Regions from separate parts of the Mus musculus genome. Here region 1 is linked to region 2. A link is a contact called in public Hi-C data. All regions are on one chromosome and are shown on one strand. Each heading gives the region's core, a stretch centred on a gene start, on an enhancer-like site or on the middle of the called end of the contact. The rest is flanking DNA. Distances are from core to core; before and after follow the strand shown. Region 1 holds the start of 3110006O06Rik (a long non-coding RNA gene). Region 2 overlaps Fam172a (family with sequence similarity 172, member A).

Region 1 (6,920 bases), core at 4,131-6,630, 300 kb before region 2:
AAAACCAACAGGGGTGGTTGTGGAACATCCTAGCCACCTTGGATTTTCCTTCAGGTAGTAGAAAATGGCAAAGACCAGCTTGCCTGAAGAAGAATAAAAGTTATACTATTTATATTTAGATAGCACCATTCAGTTTCCAGGATCATTTGTAGCTTGTTAAGTAAATTGTGTGTCACTCAGAGATATCTCAGCTTGCCTGTCAGGAGACATCTGGGCAGACTTAGAAACTCAAAATGACTTCTGCTAGGTTTTTCCAGGGATGCTCTCTCCTGTGTGCTGAAGCCCTGGGACTCATTTTGGCTCAAGGTGGGCTTTTAGCCGCTCTCTTTGTCCTTTTCTGGACAGGAGGGTGCTAGTTGAAGCTAGTCTGATTTGGGGAATGCAAGAAAGAGAGATGGAGAGGCTGCCAGTTCTAATTAAAGACAAGAAGCAATCCACTCAGGAGCTATCTTTTATCTTTAGCTTGAGACAAAGACTGGCCACCTCACTTCAGAAGTTAGTTTGTCCGAGTTGGCTAGTGAGGTAAAAGTAGAAACCCATAGGTGATGCTGCTCTCAGGTGAGATCGGACTTATGGATAAGTCACTGCAGGTACATCTTCAAGCTGCCACCTTTCCCCGCTCCGCTGGTCTCCTGGTGTTTTGTGCTCTTGACACAGACTCTCTTAGATTCTAACTTTGCTTGCTAGATGGCGCTCGGTGTCTCAAGACCTTCCAATTCAGAATTAAAGTAGCTTTTTAGCACCATTCTGAACTAGTTTTGGGCGTTTGATTAGCACAGTGCCAGTAATGTTACTGTTGCTTTAATTTTTTTATTATTATTTTTGTCATCCTTTTGTATTAAGGCAGCATCCAAGTGGGAGCTGTCCACTTAATCCTTATAATAATAAAATATAGAGAAATTCTGCCTCTGAATTTATGGCATAATTGTGGATCAATTACTTGTTTTGATACATTTCAAAAAGCACTTAAGTTTTCCACAAGTAATCTTTTAAAGGATTTCAGGAAGATAAATCAGCAAGTAAAGATATTTAAACTCCTTGGTGTTCATCAGCAGGGTCCAAGAACTCACCCTGCACTCCTACCATCCGCCTCCAGCACTACGTCCATTTGCTATCATGGAGTGTCATCAATTGATGTAAAATGTAGTCTGTTTTATTTAAACCCTAAATGTTAAAAATCAATGCCTACAGATACATGTTTAAATATTTTTAAATAAAAACCACCACAAAGCTGGCTTAAATGAAGAATGGCTTGTGGGTTCTACAATGTAATCATTAGCAAATTTTCAGATATTCAAAACCAGTTTGGGGGAAGTCATGTTGAAATATAAAGAGAGACAAACAAATAGTTCTAAGTGTCTGATAGAAAAAATGAAGACAAGCCATGAAGACCTATAGCTCTGTTAGCTGAAGATATCATTTTATAGCATCTACTGCCCCTGTGCACTTTAAAAAGAGAGCTGCAGGTGTTGATGGCTGAGGAAGTGCTCACAAGGGAAAGCAATGCCTGTCTGTATAAACATAAGACCCCTTAACTGTGGAGGCTGAACTTGGTTTTGGGCATTGAGAACTGATTTGTATACAAATGTTCTACTTTTGGGGATATCAATGACATCCAGAACTAAGTGCCTTAGAACCTTTTGTAAAATCTTGGTTGGTTTGGTGAAGATTGAGCACAGTCTCACTCTGGGTGTTAGGCTGAAATTAGCAGGCGCTGAAACCTAAAGAGGAAAATTTACAACTTGATCATCCCCAGCCACACACCACAGAACCTGCTACTGTTGCAAACATATGTTCCAGATTAAGTTAAGCAAATGGCTCTCATTTCTTTCAAGGTTAAGTTGATCCTGAAAATTTAAATTTAAGTGTGTTGGACTTCCAAGGATCACTAGGTACTCAAGTGTTTACAAATCTTCTCCTAACCATTTACTGAAAGACTTCATATATTTTGTTGCCTTCCTGAAATACTAGTTTAGACTCTTGTAAGTTGAATGTAGTCAGGTGCTATTTTCTGGAAATATATGTAGTTGTGAAAGCTGGATAAATTGCAAATTGAGTCATTTGTCCCTCCAATATTGAATTGCTTGATATCAAAAGCATAATCCTAATGGTTCATCTAAGCTCCTAATATAGCCACTCATTTAAAAAACGGATGCAAAACCTCACAGTTTAAAGTTCTTCAAAAGTTTTATTCATGGAAAGAGTTTCTTTCCACAGCACAGGACAAAGCCTGTGTTTCAGAAAAGGCTGAGACCACGGTGTTTTTCCAAGGGGAGTAACTTTCATATAGTCACACAGCTGACTCCCAAACTGAATTATCTGAAGTCCACTTTGAGTAGCAAGGCACCCAGGAAAAAAGGTCAGAATTAACCTCAGTCTCTCAGGTAGCTCCCCTGGCCAAGTTACAGAAGTGGAATTCGGGGATCCAGCAACCCAGACAACCTCTTTCCTGATTTTGGGATCTACTGCATCTCTTCTACCTCCAGATGATCTCTGTAGTGCACTTTAACCAATATTAATACCTATTGACATTTGGTAGTTATGGCTTATACTTCTCTTCCCCACAGAACCTTCAAGAATAAAACGTATTAATTCCTGCCTCCCCCAATTCATTCAAGAAACATTATTCTTCTAATGTATAAGATGTACTTCTCCAACTAAGAACTTTGTATTTGACATCGACAAGTGGTCAAGGTAGAAGAAAATTTAAAAGATTTGAGGGACAAAAGTGGTCAGAACATCAGTAATCATAGGACAGCACTCGGATTAAATGCTTAAAAATTAAAGGAGAGAAAACAACAACAACAGGCATCTATGCTTTTGGAAGGCTTAGGAAGGTTTAAAGTTCCACCAAACACATACACAGATAGGTAGCAAAACATTGATACAGACGTTTATTTCATGGAGACTTAGTTATTTATATCCTCAACATTTTGAAATATAGAAACTGAGCCATACTTTTTTTTTTCTTTCAAAATTTAGTGTTCTCTGGCAAAAGTCGCCTTGAAATATACATGCCTGTCTGGACGTTTCTAACTTATTTAAATAACCCAGAAAAGTCATTTTGAAATTGAATCAGGAATTCAGTGTTTTTTGTTTTGTTTTGTTTTGTTTTTTTTTAAGGCTAAAAAAACTTAATAATAAAGGAAAGTTGGCATGAAGCAAAAAGATCCCTCAGCATCCACACTGAGACCAAACCCACTCAGTGAATTCACTCTGTCACCGCAAGTTTCTCCAATTCTTGTTTCCAACTTTGTGCCTTTCCTTGTACAGAGTCTCCTTTGCTCCAGAACCCCAGAAGGCTAGAATAAAACATTTTCAAAGTAGAAACTCAATTCATAGAAAAACCACACTGACCAATGACTTACAAACATCTAGTGATATTTATCTGAGCTGTGCATTCAGATGTGGAGAGTGCTATAGTTCAGAATAAATGAGTCCCCAGGTCACTAAGATTCAACAGGTCCCCTTGTAGCCCTGCACACTCCAGCTGCCAAAATGCATTAAGCTCTGTGAGTTTCCATCAGTTTTCATAGAGGGTCCAGCTGCTAGTTTAAACACTTCCACCATGAATGAGTTTCTCTAGTGGCATGAATTTATACACAGTTACTCTTGAGACTGAACTAATGGTCGAATTAAGGGGAACATTCTCTTTGAGGGGAGCAAACGCAGAAGTGACTTTGCAGTGGGGGAGAGAGAATAAAGTTCCTGTGAGTGTGTTGGATGAGAGAGGAACCTTCTTACAGCAGCTCTGAGAGAACAAATTAAAATGCACACAGGTGAAATATTTAACCATTTGCACGTCTCAGTGGAAAGAAAAACATGCTGTTTTGCGGCTAACTTGCTGCTAGGTTAAGAAACTCACTGATGTTTCTATTGCAGTGCTGTGTCAGGTAAAGAAAAGTACTCTCCTGAAATGTATCATATATTTCATATAATACAGAGCAGTGTGGAAATCCGTTTGCTAAGGAAACACACCAGGGTTCTTTACCCATTTCACTTTCTTATCATTTTTTACTTGAAAAGTTTTGCATTAAGTTGTTGTGGAACGGTGTTTATTCACTCTTTAATAGATACATGGTTTTGACAGTCTCACCTGCTCTGAACACCCCAGTGTCAGAGACTCAAGAGAGCGGATGATGCAAATTCTGTTCTCATGAGAGGGGATAAATTTCATTCAAAGCTAAATAAAATAAGGTTCGAGTTTCAACACAGCAAAGGTGTTAGATTTGGAATCTGTAAATCTCCTCTTAGGAGTGGCGCCTGGCGTTGCCAGGGAGACTACGCAGAAAAATCAGATGCCACACGGAAGTGGTCTTCCATTACTGCACTTTGCTCAACGCGATAATTAAAACAAAACAAAATAAGTAAAACGCCAAACAAGGAGATTTATCTAAAACTCCTTGAGAGGACTGAGATTTGAAGCTGAGAAAAAGTGGCGGGTATTAGCCAGAAACCCCTGGGTTGAGGCTGTCAAGTAAGTTGCTGTCAGGCTTTTTAGCTGGCCAGTAGGGCTGCCGAGAGCCTGCTGCAGATCGGCTTCGCTTGCTTCGCTTAAGCTCCTAGGAGCTCCAGAGTTAGTCCGACAGCTTCAGCCAACAGGGTGGTGGGATCAGCGGCTGGTGCATCTGAGTGTGCATTTTTTTCTTTTTTCCCCTTCCTTCCTTCCTTCCTTCCTTCCTTCCTTCCTTCCTTCCTTCCTTCCTTCCTTCCTTCCTTCCTTCCTTCCTTCCTCCCTCCCTCCCTCCCTCCCTCCCTCCCTCCCTCCCTCCCTCCCTCCTTCCTTCCTTCCTTCCTTCCTTCCTTCCTTCCGTTGAAACGTAGATCTGTGGTGACTGAGATTATAGGCCTGTGAATAAAGTGGTCCCATCAGAGACCCTTTAAAGCGGAGTTGTTACAGATTCTGCCACCTAACTGGTGGGAGTGATGAAAAGTTGGTTCAAGAAATTTGGGTTGGGGGAGCAAAGACGCTTACCAAGGTGACTGCGGGGTGGAGCTACGTTCTACTCCGCGCAGACTAGATGCAAATTCGGGAGACTCGCTGGCAAAGGGAGAGTCAACTCTGGGCGCTAAGATTATTACCGGGCAGGGAGCAAGCAAGACTCTCCACCCACAAACTGTAGTCTTTAAGCTCACTGTTGTTTTGGGCTCAGATCAGAGGTTTCAGAAGAGAATATCCTATGGCGTGGGAGTGGCTGGAGTGAGGAATCCCGCTAGGCCTGAACTTTGGGGTTCGGGCCAAGGGGAGAAGAAAGGGGAAGCTGGGCGCTGTCCATGGTTCTGGGAAGAGCACGGTGCCTTCACGTAGCTTCTTTTAGCTGTCTCCAAACTGAGGTGAGGTGTAAAAAGTAAAAAGGGACACCAACTCACAGGATTAGAAAATTTCCCTCCTAGCAAATGTGGAAAATACAAAAGTGACAGCACAATAAAAAATATTCTAGGCGGGTCCTACTTTCATTTCTGGTTCATTACAGCGTAGACAGCAGTGTTAACTGGTCATTCGTTGTTGTGGGGTATTTTCCTCCTTAAAGTGTATCATCACACTTCAAACTATGTAATCAGCAATTGCTGATTGCAAAATAAAGAGGAAAGAAAAGAGAAAAAGCATTACTGGACACTCTAAATATGTTCAAGGGTAGGATAGTTAGCTATTTCAAGAGTGCTAGGGATAAAAGCAGAGGGTGACTTAACTGTGCTAGATCCCATTTTATTGAGGAAGATATACTTTTCACCTAAATACTTCTTTGAATTCTACACTTGTGAAATACTATAGATGTCAACAAGAATAAAAGGAGCGATTTACCTGTTGGATAGGAATTAATTCTGTGTTGTAAAGCAATGCTTTTAATTGCATTATTAAAAAGCAAAACAATCTTTTTTTTTTTACAAAAGGCTTGTGATCAGAAAGAAAGCAAATTCAGACAGAAATAATTTCAATAATAATGTAAAGAACTGCAAATAGAAATATAAGCTCTGTAAACATAAATGTAAGCTATCCAGAAAGGCACCATGTTCTTGAAAAGCATTGTACATAATGATATAACAAATGCATCATGCAATGTTTAGCTAAGCCAGAATTGTGAGAAACAGGGAAAGAATTGACCATAATTGTTTTAATCATGGAAATCTTATGTAGCCTCAGCACCTTGAATCCATGTGACAATGAAGAAGAAAGAGGACATGAATCCAAACAGCTGACACAATGATCGGCAGCAACTGACAGCATCACATTTGATATTTGATATCAAGCACTAGATCAATATTTGTGAGATCAATGCAATTTTAATGGTTTTCTTTCAAAACTGCATGAAAGCCAAGTTGTGTCACTCTGTGCTACTGTTATCTCTAGAGCTGGTTATTTCAGGGGATGATATTAAGTAATTTACTGAAGCAAAGCAAAAGGGGTGAGGGTGGGAGAATACACCACAAAACACAACTTACTGTGAATATTGCTTCAGCTGACACATTCTGATGGTCCATGGGTCCAGGATGTACTACATGTTTATGTAAAAACTCCACTTATTTAAGTGTGACTTAAAAAGATGAAAAGCTTTGGAAAAATAATTAGGAGGTATGGGGGGGGCACGATGAGCTGGATCAGAGAGCAATCTTTGACATTGTAAGAATTAGGTGGTAGCTGAACAAACACAAATGTTCATGATAGAAAGGGTGACTGTGGTCTTCCCTCCTATAGGACCAAGTAGGAAAGAACACATTCTTCTCCATTCTTGGCAGAGCAGAGCTGAGAGCAGCACCTGATACTTAAGCAATGCTCCCACAAAGGTAAAATAGAAACAAAACAAAAACAAAAACCCAGGTAGGTATAAACAGTAAAACTGAAATGTTGTTGGTGTTGCTGGTGACCTGACACAGGAGAACACAGTTCTCTAACCTTTAGTTCTATTTGGATGGAATTCTTA
Region 2 (6,740 bases), core at 3,636-6,135:
AATTTTGTAAAACTGCTGATGTCCCAAATAAACTCAAATAAGAGGTCAAAATATCAAAATTATAGGAAAAAATAATTTTTGTATACAGTAATTTCAAAGTAAAATTTAAGTCCCTTAAAACTGTGTCTGACATATTATATAAGATTTATTTTAGACTGTAATAACTGGTAGATTAAGTTTGCAAGTTTCCTTTATTGGGGGGGGGGGGGTTTGAGACAGGGTTTCTCTGTGTAGCCCTGGCTGTCCTGGAACTCACTCTGTAGACCAGGCTGGCCTCGAACTCAGAAATCCGCCTGCCTCTGCCTCCCAAGTGCTTCGATTAAAAGCGTGAGCCACCACTGGCAAAACCAAAAACTTCAGAGAGCCAGGCATGTGAGCAGACTAGGGAGAAAATTCTGCAGGCAAGAAGAGGTCTACCTGTCCTACAAAGCACAAATGCTCACTATTTCTTCCTGTTGGCCTTTGAGAAATACTAGTAACACTGACCCTTTATTTCAAAAGATTCTGGGTACTTCATCTCTCACTCTCCATATGTTATATAAAGACAAATGAGGAAGGCAGACATGTATGCAGATATACCTAATGGTAACTCAAATTGAAAGTATGGCTCAGAGAGCTACTGTACAGGTACAAAATGTGCTCCCTCCACTTTGGCTCTGCCAAGAATTCGAGGAGTTAGACAGAGTGAGAGTAAGCAATAACGTTCTCAGAAATGTTCTTATATATGAGCTCCTGCTGTGAATGCACTCCTAATAAGAGATGCTCCAGCACAGGCTAAACCCAGGAATTCTGAAAACTTCAAAAAGCCATCAGGATAGAACAGAACAGTTTTAAATCACTCCACTCACTTGTATACGAAGAATCTAACCTTCAGATATTAATGTTTATATTTACATCCCTTAAATACGATCTTCTAACCTCAAACTCTTCAACTACAGTATCAAAATACCTACCATACCACGCCATTTTTTCTGAAGCCCTATCATCTATAAGTAAACCACAAAATGTGAAGGTTTACAGAGTACAGAGAGCCATAATTTCAAAACTATATAAATGGGGTCAGTTCATACTCTCTAGATAAAAGACTCTTATTATGACAGAATATTATCTTCAGTTTTAACATGCCTTCATGCCAAAACAAAGTCAAAGCAGTGTTAGACTGTTTTAAATGGAAAATTGCTTTTACTCAATTTTAAATGTAACATTAAAACATGCTCTGTTACACTTTTTCTTGAGGACATTTCTTCTAAGTGGCAAAAATAATGTATCATTATCAATTTTAAATGCATACTATGATTTCTTCTATTAGTATTTGATTTGTACTCAAAATCACTCATTTTAAACATTTCATCTTTAGTATGATAAAATATTGAAAGATAATAAAATTCAGAATAATTTTTAGAACGGTAAAAATTGACATGCTAATCATATCACATCAACATTTCATTCATTAACTTGTCAATAACTAAGTTAAAAATCATTATGATATTAACATGAATCAGGGACTGAAATTATTTATGTGGATTTTGAAAGCACTCTGTGTACATAGAAAATACTCAATAAAAGCAAGAACATAATAAATGAACACTTTAAAACTGTGTTAAAAAGAAACTGAGCTCCTGCTACTGCCTTGAAAAAGACCTTAGCTCAAACCCCATTCAATGGACATTTTGCAAATGTGAAGAGCTGATCTATAATGAAAATATTAGGAAATTATATCAAATCATATTTTAACCTATAAAGTATATAATTATCACGGAGAATGGGAGATACGTATTACATTTCAAGAAAATTAAACTTAGAATTAATAACATACAGTACTTAATGAAGTAAGTCATAATACAAAGGGATTCACACTTGACCAGCTCTTAAGTGAATTCAAACATTTCTGAAATGCAGGTGCAGTTTTGGCAAAGCCCAGGTGAGCACACCAAGTCTCAATGCACTAAAGTTCATACTGTAATAATTTAATAAAACATTTTATTTACAAGTTAATTTCTACTGAAGAATAATAGAAATATGGGAAAATGTTAAAAGCAATTTCTATTTTATGCAAAGATGATGGAACAAAATGTAAAAGAATTCTAATGAATGTAAAAGCCTATTTCTGTTAAAGGTCTCATCTTTAGACTACAATGTTGTATTCCAAAATATCAACTTTCTTATAGTCTTTCAAAAACATAAGTTCTACTGAATAAATAGCCCACAAAACTGATAATTTATCTTTTGAGAATGCAGCTGGAATGAATAGTATATTTTGAATTTCAGACCTAAAAATTTTATTTTTTCTGTCAAAGTAACAAAGCTATTTGATAATAAACCTTAATAAAAATGAGCTGTTTAAGAGAGAAAAAATGTACAAATAACAAAGATGTCTCCAAATTTCAAACATGATTTTGAATTTGTCCTGAGACAACTGAAAACAGCAGTCATGATCGATCATCACAAAAGTCCTATGTCAGAGGTACTCACGTCATCTTCCCAATGTGTGACTGTAGTGCACAGCAGCAATTTCTGATGTCACATGACAGTGTTGTGTACAAAAAGTTAATTTTTAAATGAGAGCTACTTTAAATTTGATTAAAATGTATTCTTATCAATTATTTTCATATTTTGAATAAATGAGAACAAAAGAAAATAGATAATCTTGATCTTATTGGTCCTCTCTATAAGTGTCATATCTAAGACTACTGAAGCAATGGTCCTTATTTCATGTGCTCAAATCCAAAGCAAAGCAAAGGATTTTACTTGCCCATGATCACTTCTGCGCACTGTGGTTCCAAAATTAATCATCACAAAAATTTTAGGTAAGATGGAAATTAACTCTCAGAAGTATGATGAAGTCTATTACAATTATTGAATGTATAAATTATCATTTTCAAGAAACTTAAAGTTTCCTTTTATTACAGTTTTTCTATCTCTCTACTTAAAATAAAAAATAGAAAAAGGAATAAAATCAGTGTAACAATTTTTAAGCAATTAATTATTTATAGAACTTCTTTAAGTCTCAAAAAAAGATAATTTTTTTCTGAAGGAATAAAATTATCTATAATGAACAAAATGACTAATTCTTAGCTCTTCAAGTCTAATGTGATAAATTAAAAATGGTTATATAAAAATGCATATTAGCTATAAAAACTACAGGGAGACTTGATTCTATGCTGTTAGACATATTTAAATATTTGTAACTACAATGGTGTAGTTTTCAGCTTATACAGCTGTAAATATCCTATAACTAGCTACTATATCATTGATTTAATAATAATACGTATTCCAACAACATGGATGATGTAATAAAACCTAACAGCAGACACACACAGCAGGAAGCAACTACCGCAGACAGAACTTACAAGTTGTCCTTTACTACCTGCTTTCTGACAAAGTATAGCTCCCAGGAATGGCAGTTATATAACTATATAATCCTTCCCAAACTTTCAAAACACATCCAACACAAAAGAATGGGAATCTGGAAAGATGTAAGGATCAGTGTTCCGAAATGATTCAGTAATATGTGTTGGTTCTAAAATTAGGGAACATCAAATGTGGTAACGTAGAATGTACTTTGTTGGTGTATTTCTTATACACATTTCCCCAGATTGTTTAAAGATGAGACTAAGAAACAACAACCCAAAAAGAGCCACAAATATCTGAATAACAAAAGATCTTAACAATACATCTTATCCTACTTAGGTTTTCAGCAGACTCTCTGACCTGCTCAGAAACAGAACACTGCACACACGTATTTGGCATTGTAACATAAAACTAGCAAAAAGCTCCTTCTTTAAACAAGCAATCATAATTGTCAAGGTATAAATATGCAAAGAACAAGACCTAAAATACAGCCAACACTTTAAGCTATGGAGTAGACACATTATTTCATATGCTGTGCTCTCTGGAAGACATTTCTATTGTAATTTTCTTACTGCTATTGTGACAAGGGGAAAATTCTAATAGCTTCAGAAATATATATATATATATATATATATATATATATACTCAGCTTATTTTAAACATCCATAAAACATAAAAACAGTTTAATGCTCATTTTGTACAAGAATTCATGTCCATAAGAGAGTCATCAAAATTTACTACTCATGAGTTAAGTAATACTGACAGAGTTCTCAGGCTTCACATTTCCCTCAGAATCTTATCACTGATTCACACTACTACACTCTGGAAGAAAACATATCTTCTTGTCATAATATGCTGACTTAGAGCATTTAGAACAATATTAATTTGGCAATGGGAACACAGAGAACTACCAACACAGTCTGATAAAATTCCAAGTGAAATCTCCCTTATGTAAATGAAGACCCCAGCAGTAATGCAATGTAGGTTTGGGAACTGGGAAGAGGAGCACCTTGGAAAGATGCAAACTTAGATATGACCATTGAATTTTTCCCCTGTAGTAACATATCAGAACATATTTTGCTATGAGTTCTTTAATTAAATCAAAACAAAACCATTAGTATTTGGCTTAGATTCTTTGGGAGAATAATTGTACATATATTTTCATGCTGACATTATGTAGAAAACTTTACCATTAGACATGCACTTGAAGCAAGGTTTCTTTGGAATCTGTGATGGGCCACAGAAAATGACTAATCCTGATTAAAAATTTAAATGTTTTGTGTTTTGTGAAACATTTGTGAAACATATTCTCTCTCTCTCTCTCTCTCTCTCTCTCTCTCTCTCTCTCTCTCTCTCTCTCTCCCTCCCTCCCTCCCTCCCTCCCTCTCTCCCTTCCCTCCCAACTTCTCTTTCTGCTGCCCTTCATAGGAATCACATCTCTAACAATGCTCTTTCTAATCCCCATCTGAGAGCTGAGTTCTTTTCTGTTACTCTTCTTTGTCTTTGATCTTCCTCAGTCCTGAGCTCGCTGTTAACTGTCTTGGGTGGTCTCTCATCAGGGCTCAGTGAGCAGTGTCCCTGGCAATTGGCTGCCTTCTAGGGATCCCATGAGCTGCATTCTTACATGCATCTGACAACTTTATTAGCTCACTCAGATTGAGCTTTGGAGCACCTCCCTAGTACATATACTCTTTCACAAACAATCACATTTTTGTAGTTGACTCAGAACAAATAATTATATGAACACTTCAGCTGTTATACTCAATAATAAAGTCGAAATGAAGAGAAATCTCACATTATGTATAAGCCAGAGCTTGGTTTTCATGTTCAGACTAAAAAAATCAATTCCAGATTGATTTTTATGTATATATCGTTATTGTCAGAGGATTAATTGATGAATTTTTCATTTGATGAGTCAGGTGGAATAAGCTCTAAGGCACTTAGTGAGCAGAATTCCAATTTACTCTGAATCTTCGCACTCTACAGTAAACTCATCAATTTTGATATTTTTTCTGAATTTACTTCTCCCTAAGATTTTCAGAATAAGGCTTCAAACCAAAATCAAGTAAATTTAGAGCTGTTAGTAGCTCTGTATTTTTAACTATACTTTCAGAAAGCTATTAAATCTCTATTTAATTATCTGTCCACATTGAATTTTTATATTATCATGCCTTAAAAATCTATTTAGCTAGTTTTTATATCTTTATATAAATATATTCTAAAAAAATACAACAATAGCATTGACATTATGACCTGGCAATGTGACCCTAGACATAAAATTATAAAATCTTATTGTTTCCAAAACTCATGTTTTTATTATCAATAAAATGCTGTAAGTTCTACGTAAAATATTTTAAAAATAAACACACATTATTAATCAAGGGTTACATTAAAAATATAAAATGTTACTATATACTTTCAAATGTTTTAGGAAAATAAAAAAGAACAAATACTTCTTCATATTTCTTATTTAACCAACATAACATCTTAGAAGGTAGCTGTGATTTCCAAAGCTAACTTGCTACACCTTGAAGGCCATTTATGTATTACTATTTCATGTAAAGTAAGATGGAATTTGAAAACAAAAGAGCATATATACATTAGCTACACATTAGTAGTGCCTTTCTATACTCCTTTAAATAGCTATCTCAAAGCCTTTTAAAAAAATTCTGCCTCTTTTGTAAAGTTTTTTAGGGATGTTTTTTCCAAATGTTATCTTTTCCTCTTTACTGTTTTCTATACATTTTCCATTTCTGTACCTTCTTGTATTGATTCTGTGTTCTAATTCGAATGCGGGTGCTAACAGATGTGATAGACTGCTCTGATTCTGTATGGTTAATCTTCTCAAAGATCCCATATGTAGAGTTAGTTTCTATAGAAAGAAAGCTGGGAACATCCTCCTCCTGCATTTAAATGAATCAATGGGAGTCTCTGAAAGCCATAAGAGTGTTGTGATGCTCTGACTCTCCTGGTGCTGTGAATGGCATCCACAGAACTATCAGCTTCAAGGACAGGGGCAGGAGGTCGTGTTCAACTGAGACTCATATAACCTGCTACTTCTCTATTCTTGCAAGCTTCCCCCTTTCTATCTTGATGACCTTGTCACTTTCCTTCATTACTCTGTCTTCTGTAGAAAGTAGAGCCAATAATGGCAGCATCTTCAGAAGAGAGAGAAGAGCTTGGAACATGAGCCAAATGAAAACCTAACTCCAAGTCACTTTTGCTGGCCTATTGCCTAAATCCTAAAAAATGAATATAAGAGTCTGGGTTACCTCAGCACTAGCCCATTACAAGTATAGTACTATGACTCAAAAATTCAATCATATGCCCCAGTACAGGGGAATGCCAGGGCCATGAAGCTGGAGTGGGTAGGTTGGGGAGCAGGGCCG

Evidence for each region. A called contact is a pair of places that touch in the nucleus more often than the background predicts.
Region 1: a Hi-C map of ganglionic eminence shows a contact between it and region 2, with 6 times the contacts expected there. The contact joins the promoter of 3110006O06Rik here to the enhancer-like site in region 2. A contact is called at or near these places in 4 of 39 promoter capture datasets (3T3-L1-derived adipocytes, the C10 cell line, hippocampal neurons and 1 more), 3 of 15 datasets of contacts at CTCF or cohesin (CD8 T cells, the G1E-ER4 cell line and pro-B cells), 22 of 484 Hi-C or Micro-C datasets (B cells, the C10 cell line, the G1E-ER4 cell line and 9 more), 9 of 115 datasets of contacts at active chromatin or transcription factors (astrocytes, embryonic basal ganglia, embryonic brain and 6 more) and 1 of 9 other capture datasets (embryonic stem cells).

The regions. Positions count from the first base shown.
Region 1 is chr13:78,169,748-78,176,667 of GRCm38.p6, reverse strand. 3110006O06Rik (a long non-coding RNA gene) reads right to left here and starts at 5,380. Exons shown (of 2, transcript XR_003950646.1): 1 at 4,976-5,380. It overlaps Gm38604 (a long non-coding RNA gene), which reads left to right. Exons shown (of 3, transcript XR_873690.3): 2 at 6,695-6,783.
Region 2 is chr13:77,866,701-77,873,440 of GRCm38.p6, reverse strand. The region is part of intron 5 of Fam172a (family with sequence similarity 172, member A); the gene reads right to left. Among named protein-coding and RNA genes, the nearest start is that of Pou5f2, 150 kb to the left of the region's middle. Within about 2 kb of position 4,885, at least 8 of the 459 cell types and tissues checked have an H3K27ac peak or open chromatin away from gene starts, as enhancers often do. A contact at or near this core is called in ganglionic eminence, where this site is marked.